Linked DNA regions of Hordeum vulgare: region 2 is linked to region 1. A link is a contact called in public Hi-C data. All regions are on one chromosome and are shown on one strand. Each heading gives the region's core, a stretch centred on a gene start, on an enhancer-like site or on the middle of the called end of the contact. The rest is flanking DNA. Distances are from core to core; before and after follow the strand shown. Region 1 holds the start of LOC123444133 (myb family transcription factor PHL7-like). Region 2 holds the start of LOC123413626 (leucine-rich repeat protein 1-like).

The links. A called contact is a pair of places that touch in the nucleus more often than the background predicts.
Region 2: a Hi-C map of leaf shows a contact between it and region 1, with 4 times the contacts expected there. The contact joins the promoter of LOC123413626 here to the promoter of LOC123444133 in region 1. A contact is called at or near these places in 3 of 6 Hi-C or Micro-C datasets (leaf and seedling).

Annotation. Positions count from the first base shown.
Region 1 is chr1H:448,314,070-448,319,224 of MorexV3_pseudomolecules_assembly, forward strand. LOC123444133 (myb family transcription factor PHL7-like) reads left to right here and starts at 2,446. Exons shown (of 7, transcript XM_045120763.1): 1 at 2,446-2,748; 2 at 4,408-4,622. The coding sequence starts at 4,415.
Region 2 is chr1H:448,453,509-448,458,663 of MorexV3_pseudomolecules_assembly, forward strand. It overlaps LOC123413626 (leucine-rich repeat protein 1-like), which reads left to right and starts at 2,630. Exons shown (of 6, transcript XM_045106563.1): 1 at 2,630-2,977; 2 at 3,106-3,177; 3 at 3,294-3,437; 4 at 3,585-3,656; 5 at 3,766-3,840; 6 at 3,962-4,216. The coding sequence starts at 2,736. The coding sequence ends at 3,998.

The sequences.
Region 1 (5,155 bases), core at 1,196-3,695:
CAATGCTTCTTGCTTGTTCTTGAGAGAAAAGAGAGAGGAGATCTAGATCCACATTTCCACCAATCACTTTCTCCTTTATGTGAGGGGAACCCCTTGGATCTAGATCTTGGAGTTCTTTGTGAGCTCCTTGTTCTTCCTCTCATATTTCTCCATAGCTTTTGTTGTTGTGGAGGGATTTGAGTGTGAGGGACTTGACCACTTCGTGTGTTCTTGCCATTGCATTGGTTGCATCGGTTTGAGTTCTCCACGGTGATACGTGGAAGTGAAGTTTGAGAAGCTTATTACCTTTGATACTTAGTACCCTAGATATTGTTCTTCGTGGATGCTTTGGCGTCCTAGAAGCTTGGTGGTGTCTCGGAGCTCAATCATTGTGGTGTGAAGCTTCGGGCAAGCGTCGGGGTCTCCAATTAGGTTGTGGAGATTGCCCCGAGCAATTTGTACGGGTACCGGTAACCGCCCCCAAGGGTTGTCACGTGTACGGGTTCGATGACCGCCCCCAAGGTTTGCCATTTGTACGGGTTCGGTGACCGCCCTCAAGGGTCCCTTAGTGGAATCACGACATTATGCATTGTGCGAGGGCGTGAGGAGATTACGGTGGCCTTAGTGGCATCTTGGGGAGCATTGTACCTCCACACCGCGCCAACGGAGATTAGCATCCGCAAGGGTGTGAACTTCGGGATACATCATCGTCTTCGCGTACCTCGGTTATCTCTTACCCGAACCCTTTACTTATGCACTTTACTTTGTGATAGCCATATTGTCTCTTGTCATATATCTTGCTATCACTTAGTTGTTTATCTTGTTTAGCATAAGTTGTTGGTGCACATAGGTGAGGCTAGTTGTTTGAGATTTTGTGCTTGACATATTAAACGTTAGTTTTATTCCGCATTTGTTCAAACCTAAACCTTAATTATTTTAAAGCGCCTATTCACCCTCTCTAGGTGACATCCACGTCCTTTGAGACACGGATCCATTAACACGTTGAACGAATGAAGACGACCGTTTGGTGTGGTACAGTAATAAATAGGAGTTGGCTAATAGAGAATCCGCTGCCAAAACCCCGAATACTTGCAACGCCAAAGCGGGCTCCTTTCCTTTGATGACGCTTTTGCAGCCGATGGCGTCGCCGTCCGGTCGAATTGATCCGCGCCGCTGCCGGCCCCCCGGGGCCTGTCAACTGGAGCCTGCCATCTCCTCCGTGTCGCTCCCGGGCCGGCCGGCCCCGGCCACAGTCCAAGGAAATTTTCAGTGCTACCTGAAGCAAACTGGCAGGGGCAGGTGACCCACCGACCAGACTCCAGGGCGCTGCGTTGAAGGTTGAACAGATCGATATCTATCGTAAAACGGAAGTCCACGCCTTTCTACTTTATCATTTTATTTTTTTTAAAATCCTCCGCGCGCATGCAGCGACGGAGGGTTGATGCATACGAGATGAGATGAGATGACCTGTCGCCCAAGCTTTCTTCTTCCTCGTGGCGGGGGCCTCGCCTCTGCGTTTCTTGTCCAAACCCTCGTCGCTTTTGAGGTACTTTTGCTGGTGAGTCCGAGAGTGCTCGCATCGCAAATCACAATGATTTTTCCGTTCGAGGTCACCTCCCTTTGCCCCCCTTTGCCGTTAGATAGATAGATAGATAGGGGCATCATGGGTGGCCGGCGTTCCCCCTCCTTTCTTCCCCTTGAATCCTTCCTGGGCCATGATTGTACCGGGATCGCTTGCGTCGCACACACTTCTTCCCAGGATCTTTATCTCAGAAAAATAAAAATAAAAAAAAACTTCTTCCTAGATCCTCCTCCGATCGCTGGAACTTTCCAGCTGTATTTTGTAGGCGCGGAGTTATTCGTCTCCCGTTTTGTTCGTCGTGGCAGGGTCTGCTTTTGGGCCGTTTCCAGTTCCCTTCCAGCAACGGGCAAGCATGCATTTTGTTACGTTTTGCCAGCGGTAATAAATGCACGGAAGCGCCTAGCAAGACACGGCTGGGGACTCATGAATGCACGTGCGCCCGGTCCGATGATGGCAAGCGAGGGAAGGGCATGGCGCTGTGCGCCACGTGACGGAGGACGGACGGAGTAGACGGGCTGGGAATGGGACGGGATGGAATGGCAGCGGGGAATCTGCCATCAATGCGGCGCGGCCCCGAAGATTCTCGCGGGTTAAGCAAAGCACAGTCCCCGCAGTCGAACAGTGTCCCCGGCGACGGAAAGCCGTGCTCGCCGCGGCAAACAAACAAAGATCTGGTACAGTGCCACTGCCACTGCCACATCACTAGCGGGTGCTGCTAGTAGCTCGCTGACAGGTCAGGACCCAGGGGGCCGCGGGGCCAGGGCCGGGGGCAGTACTGGTGGATAGGCCCGCCCGGGCCGGCCCACGGTGCGCATCGGAGGGGGAGAATGGTGTAAAAGATCTGTCTGTGTGTTGTGTGTGTGTCTCCGTTCCCAAGCCCTCCGCTCTCGCGGCGTCGCTTTCGCCGGACACCACCACCAGCCGCTTTCCCCTCCCCTCCCCTCCCATTCCCGTTCGCACCACCACCGCTCCCATCCTCGCCTCCCCGCCCGGACCCCAGCGCCCGATTGGGGCATCCGCCTGATTGGCCCTCCACAGCAGCACGCAGCAGCAGCAGCATTTGATTCCCTCTCTCTTTCTCTCTCTATCTCTCTCTCTATCCCCCCGACGAGCGCGGCGCACCTGCGACTGCGAGGAGGCCCCGGTCCCGGTCGCGGCGGCGGCGGCGGCGTCCTTCTTCCGTGCCGGTAAGTAAGCGCCGGCTCCCAGCTCTTCCGCCCCCCATGCCTTTCCCGGTCTCTTACTGAATTCAGGCGTGTCTGCTAGTCAGGGGCGAGGAGGGGGCGGGAAGGGGTTCTGTCTGTTCTGCCCGTGTCTTCCGTGAGGTCGAGATCGCGGCTCGGCGAGGCGTATTGCGGCGGAATTGTGTACCAGGGGCCGGTGAGTGAGTGGCGCTCCTCTCTTGCTAGTGGCGAGCGTAGTCAGTGTGAATTTTACTGACCTCGGAGTGGATTTCCTGGTGTTCCTCGTGAGATTTCCATTCCGTTTGCTGCGGGTGGATGTGAGAAGCGCGGTATTAAATAAATTAAAAACATGGGCAGGGAGGGAGATCACGTTTGGGCGGTGGCGTCGCTTCTGACGTGTTTCTGTGGTGCGAGTAGTGTTTCGGCGATTTCCTTGCTCGTAAGCTTGTTTTGGTTTATGAGCCGTGCGTCGCTGTTCTTGTGCCGGCTTGTGCGATTCTGAGGCCGGAAAAGGCTAGGTTGGATTTTTGTGATGGACATGGTATTTGCGTATGGCCGTGATCTCGATCCAATCGGTTTGATGTATTTTGTACTTGTAGCGTAATTTGGTGATAATCGTCGGATTGGAACCGCTGCTTCCATCAGACTGGCCTTTGGGAGGTGTTCTGTGTAGGGACCTTCTATTGGCATTTGGGAATGACTGAGATTACCTCCAGGGCAGCTGATTCTTTTTTTTCCCCTTTCTTTCAGAGAAGGGATTGCCCTCAGCGTCGTTAACGAAATTTAATTGCGGTTTTTAAGGGCAGAGCAGAGCTTTTTCTTTTTGATGGGAAGGGCAGAGCAGAGCTGTAGTTCCATCCAACATACACGTTGTAAGCAAAATAAACCAGAAGCGCAGCGATAAAATAACATAGCAACTCTCTGTCAACAAACACATTACATAGCAACGAGTTATCAGATTGTTACTACCTCGCTTCAGGAACCACAGGCTCCATTCAGCATTTTACCACAAACTCTATCTGCTGGTGATTCTTCGACATACTGGCGCCAAGCTGCTATCAGTGCCCGGTGCTATTAGTTTTATTTGTCAAACTTTTAGTCTCAGTTGCTGCGTTCAGTTAAGCTAGCTGAACTGGTCTTCGTCTTTTGCTTGAATATTTTTTTTATGTTCCTTCCATGTGGAATTCAGTTAGCAGCCTGGGATGAACTTGTGTTCTTAATGTGATTTGGAGAGGTTATAAAATTGCTCTATTGTCGTTGGCTATTTGGATATTTTGATAGTACCGCTAGAATAAAGATTTTATGTTTTTAGTTACGGTGCTCTGTTGTGTCAATATTGTCTTCCATGTTCAGTGTCGCCCACTTTGCTTATTTACTTGTAGCAGTAGTCCTTTGAGTATAAAAGGCATATTTTCTGAAAAGAGTAGGAGACTTGCCAACTTTTCGAGATCTTGGAATAAATACGCTGACCAAGATTTCCTGAACTGACGACGAGTTCTCCTTGTACCAGAAAAATATGTCGCCTTGCTTACATTCTACCATCAACTTGATATATTCTGTTAGATATACAGGATGGCATCATAATGTAGACTTGTTTCATCCTAAATTATAACATTTCTTGGCCTTACTGATGTGTATGACAATTTCTTACAATTGTTGCAGTACTCTCATGATGTACCATGCTAAGAACTTTTCTGTGCCCTTTGCACCACAGAGGGCTCAGAATAGTGAGCATGTAAGTAATATTGGAGCTTTCGGTGGATCCAACATAAGCAACCCTGCTAATCCTGTAGGGAGTGGGAAACAACGTCTAAGATGGACTTCAGATCTCCATAGTCGCTTTGTGGATGCAATTGCACAACTTGGTGGACCAGATAGTGGGTATTCTCTCTCATGATTTTTTTCTGGTTTTACTTGATATGGTGTATTGAGTGTCATATATATTACGTTGTTGGTTCATTCTGTTTGGCCTCTCACGAACCTTGTCAGCAGCACAAATTCCGAGTGAAAATACTTTTAGATGGTATGGAACAATGCATATCTAGAACCTGCAATTTGGTGGTTTTATGTTGAATCCATTGTGTATCACCATATTAGCAAACTGAAGTTTAATCTAATTGCAACATTCATGTATGAGCACATGTGTGCATTTTTTCAGCATAATATTGAGTATTTCAGGTCATGGGATGTTAACGCACAAGTTTGTCCGATCAAACCGAAATGCATATTCTGATTATGGCCCATTAACACACAAGTTTGTCATGTTTCAAAGAATTATGCCAGGCTGCTAGCAGCTGTTAATATGACCCTTTGGAACTGTGTCTGCCATGTTATCGAACCCTATCGCATTGGAAACTGTTCATGTATTGAAAACAGTAAACAAACTCCTATATTATTTGTTTATTTATCT
Region 2 (5,155 bases), core at 1,380-3,879, 140 kb after region 1:
CGTTCACCACTCTTGACCTCAAGTTTTAGGTCTGCTAGAAAGGCATACAATTTTTCTGGTGCCCATAAACGTCCTCGCTCCATGCCTAAAACTAGGGAACCAAATTATGGGGCTGCCATTGGAGATGCTTTAAAAGGGAATCATGGAACACTTGTGAGTTCTTAACCCCCTCCATGGATGGTCGATCGCATACGAATATATGTGGTTTTAACAACAGATTGTGTGGTGCATGGACCTTCGGATCTGCAACGACCCCTTCAGATATGAAGTGTTTTTTCTAGAAAAAGAGGTAGAAACCCGCGGTCTCTGCATCATTGTGATGCACAGAGTCGTTCTTATTTATTGTTAAGAAAAGAACAAAGTAAGGTCAATATCGACGATTGGGTTTGAGCCTAAGGGAACCCTCCAAGAACCCGACTTCGAACTGTGGGGATCTCTCTACAATCTACAACCTGATCACGACCATGAAGAAGCTACACACAGAGCACGAGAAGGACCCAGATTTAGCCAGGTTTGGGCCACCGTGCGGCGTAAAACCCTAGTCCTGCTTGGTGGATTTTCTCTTGGGGTTGCACAAGTGTTACAAAGCTTGAGGTGGAAGAAGGGCTTCCCGGGGACAATGAGAGCTCAATGAAGTTGTACATGCATTTTAAGTAAAAATGTTCATTGGGTTGAAAAATATTTTCATGGATTTGCAAAATATATTCACCCTTCTTAAAAAGAGTTCATGACTTAGAACATTGTTTCCAATATTTATAAAAATATTCATGTGTTCTTTAAATTGAAATGTTCGTGTATTTGATAGATTTTTTTATAAACACACACACACACACGTGCGGGCACACACGCACACACAATATTCCTCCATAAACAAATATGTCAGCCACATACTGCTCATGTGAGGTTTTAGGAGGGAGATACAACACATTGGGAGAGTTAATTTTGTAAAATACATGTATTTATAGCTTTCATTGGTAGAAATGTGATCCAATACTACTTTATTATTCTATTTGATGAGGGAAAGAAGTATTTATATTGTTCCTGGTCGTGGATTTTCAATTTTATTTCAAACAACATATATTCCTGCTCCAAATCTATTATCATGCTCGACTGCATGGCCTAGGACTTTAGCCCATGGCCCCCCATTTCTAATACCATGGAAAGACAACAACTATGCTAACTTGTGGCCAGTATGTATAATCTAACCAGACAAACAGTCCAGTGACAACCATGCTATATTGGATGAACGGCAATACGATGTAAAGAGTATCAAAAGGTGGGTGGTCAACTATCAATTGTACAACACACATCATTTTGCAATGCTTTTTGGTGCCTGTGGCATTTCCACTAGACAGAAAATTGTCGTGGACTAACAAAATTGCTAAGTGAGAATATGTGCACATATATGGTCATACTATTTCAAAAATGATAAAAAAAAACTTTTAGAAAAATAATTAAATTTACTATTCATATGAGCAAAAAAGGTAAAAGGAGGGGTGTGGTGGACGAGAAAACTAGGAGAAATTTTATGTACATAACATTGCTTCAGACACCGTTGTAAGTTGCCATGTTTACATATGACTCTGACGGAAGAAGTATTTTACAATTCATTATTGTCCATGATTTTTAAATTATACCAGTATATCAAGCCATGCATATATTCAATATATCTATCACGGTGCAGGACGACACGGAGTGTAGTTAATATCCGTAAAAAAAACTACTATCCATAATGCATAATGGATGAGATTAAAATAGCAAAATCAGTATATGAGTACATATGACTCTAACAAAGACGATAAGTCCAAACAATTTCGGAGGAAAATGTGGCCAACTGCCATTGTCCAAAAATTCACCATTTCGTAGCATTTCAAAGGCGGCCAGCTGCCATTGTCCAAAACTTTACCTTTTTAGGCTGCACATAGCATTTGATTTCCCATACCACAGTGTTGACGGGGAGGTGGAGTAGGAGTTCACACGCGTGATACCACCATCTCATCACATGCACCTTCCTCCCTACTATCCATAACGCATAATGGATGCGATCAAAATAGCAAAATCTATATATGAGTACATATGACTCTAACAAAGACGATAAGTCCAAACAGTTCCGGAGGAAAAGGTGGCCAACTGGCATTGTCCAAAAATTCACCATTTCGTAGCATTTCAAAGGTGGTCTGCCATTGTCCAAAACTTTACCTTTTTGGGTTGCACATAGCATTTGATTTCCCATGCCACAGTGTTGACGGGGAGGTGGAGTAGGAGTTCACACGCGTACTACCACCATCCCGTCGCATGCGCCTTCCTCCCTACTATCCATAATGCATAATGGATGCGATCAAAATAGCAAAATCTATATATGAGTACATATGACTCTAACAAAGACGAGAAGTTCAAACAGTTCCGGAGGAAAAGGTGGCCAACTGCCATTGTCCAAAAATTCATCATTTCGTAGCTTTCCAAAGGTGGCCAGCTGTCATTGTCCAAAACTTCACCTTTTTGGGCTGCACATAGCATTTGATTTCCCATGACACAGTGTTGACAAAGAGGTGGAGTAGGAATTCACACGCGTACTATCACCAACCGGTCGCCTGCGCCTTCCTCCCTCTATAAAACCCGACGGCAAACCACGGTATGACGACCATCCAAAGCACAGCTCGCAACTTCACAAGTCACAACACCGTGCTAGCTCGTCCCGCTCCCCTCTGATCACCGCACCACCCCAGCTAGCCCCCATGGCGCCCACGGCGGCGGGAGCCCGAGTGCCCCTGGCGGTGACTGTCTTCGTGGCGGTCGTGTCCAGCATGCTGCTGGCGCCCGCGGCGGCTGACCTGGACGGTGACCGTGACGCGCTCATGGCCATGCGGAGCGGCCTGCAGGACCCTGACGACGCACTGTATACCTGGACCCCGGAGCTAAATACCTGCGACTGGTCCTATGTCACCTGCGACGGCCAGGCCAACCGCGTCACCGAGATGTGAGTGTGGCGACACCGATCCTTCTTCCCTTCCATACTGCTTCCGTTCCGTTCAGTCGTAGTGTATATTTCTGGACGCCTCGTTCTCTTCATCCGATTTTCAATACGGGGTTTCTTTGTTCTGACAGAAAAATCGGCCATAAGAACCTGTCCGGACCTCTACCGCCGGAGCTCGGCAAGATGGACCAGCTAAAGAAACTGTAAGCCTTTCTATCTGACCCAGCCAGTGATGATGGATTAAAATGTGGGCACCTACCCTGTTCAGAAAAAGTATTACTGTATATACTAACTCCTATGCATCTGCTCAAAATTACAGGTGGATCTCGTGGACCAACATCCAAGGAACGATCCCTGAAGAGCTGGGCGACTTGGAGAATCTGAAGTCCCTGCACTTGCACAACAACACCCTCTCAGGGCAAATACCTGCATCGCTCGGGAAACTCAAGTCTCTGGAACAGCTGTGAGTCCATGATTTCAAAAGGTTTTCCATCGTGTTTTTCTTTTCAAGCGTCGATCGAGTTGTCCGTGATTCTCATAAAACAAGGTTGGCTCTGAACTCTGAACATTTATAACCTCCTAATACTAATGACGGACTGCACGATGATAGGCACCTTCAACAGAACCGCTTGACCGGCCCGATCCCAAGCGAGCTGGCCGGGCTGCCCGATCAGATGAGTGTGTAAGTTGGACGATTTTCTCAGCATTTAATTCCAGTTGTTTTCTTCTCTCTCGACGATCAATCCAGTGATCTTCATCTTGATCGTTCCTCTGTCCTGTTTCGCTCGCAGGGATCTCTCAAGCAACGATCTCTGCGGCCCGATTCCGACACACGGACCGTTCAACAACATCCACCCCCCGAACGGGTAATAAGCATAGCACATTATCTTCTGCCTCGAGTATATATATACTGCGATAAACTGATCGATGCTCGTGATTACCAAGTGCTGACTGTTGCGCGCATGTCCCATCGCTAATTTGGTGCAGCCTCGCCGACAACCCGCGGCTGGGCGGCAACTGCTAGACCGACGAACGGCGGCCCGCCGGAGTGAAGAATAAACTGGCAGCATTGCAGCCAGAGAAGCCGGCGGCGCAGTTGCATTCGAGAGCGAGGTTAATTTAGATGCGTGCCAGTGCAGGCATGTTAATTTATGTATGCTGTGTGCAAGCCGAGATCGACGGTCGTTGTGGGCTTGTATCTGGCTGTTGCCATACGTAATAGATGATATTAAGTTGCTGCTCCATCGAATCTATTCACTGTGTTTCGTTGCCTTGGGTGCTTGACTACATTCGTTCGTTTTCGTTCCTGTCGCGCGGGCGCAGTACCGCGACGTTGCTATATAAAATGATCATAGGTCAAATTTGACGAATGGCTCTAGTACTTCCGAAGCTAAATTGAGTTATGATTTGATTTGAGTACTATAATCTAGAGTTAAAACAAAACAAAACACAAAATCATTTTTAGTTAGCAAAATTTACACAGCTCAACTGTGTGTGTGGATGTTACTTGGCAGGTGCCCACTGCCTTTTGAGTTAGCAGCCACTGTGCAATCAGACTGTGATGAACATGTGTTTTTTAATGATTTGATGTTAATTTTCCATGATACGACAAAATCCAAAAAATAAACTCTCAAAAGCCTCACGCGCCTGGACAACAGGCATGTCTGCTGTGAATCAGCTGAGTCCTAAATTTTGTTGTGAAAAGAGTAAGGAAGACAGGTATTTTGCTCCAACATTTTTCAAGAAAAGCAAATGTTTGCTCTCTCAATTTTACCAAAAGTCTATATTTAGTCCCTCATGATTTTTTGGGTGACATTTTATCCCCCGTGTCTCAAAACCACGTATCTTTCGTTCAAATACCGGTTTGAGGGGAAACCGGCCACATATCACTTGTTTTCTCCCTCCCGAGCTCCTGGTCCACCTGTCAAGCACCTTGCATGTATCGAGTGTCCGCCGCTCGAGCCACCACTCCCAACCTCAAATTTAAGAGCTGCTGGAAAGGCAGACCATTTTTCTAGTGCCCAAAAACGTCCTCTCTTCATACCTAAAACTAGGGAACCAATTTATGGGGCTGCCGTTGAAGATGTCCTAAAAGGAAAGCATAAAACGCTTGTGAGTTCTTAACCCCCTCCGAGGATGGTCGGTCGCATGAGAATATATGTTGCCTTAACAACAGACCGT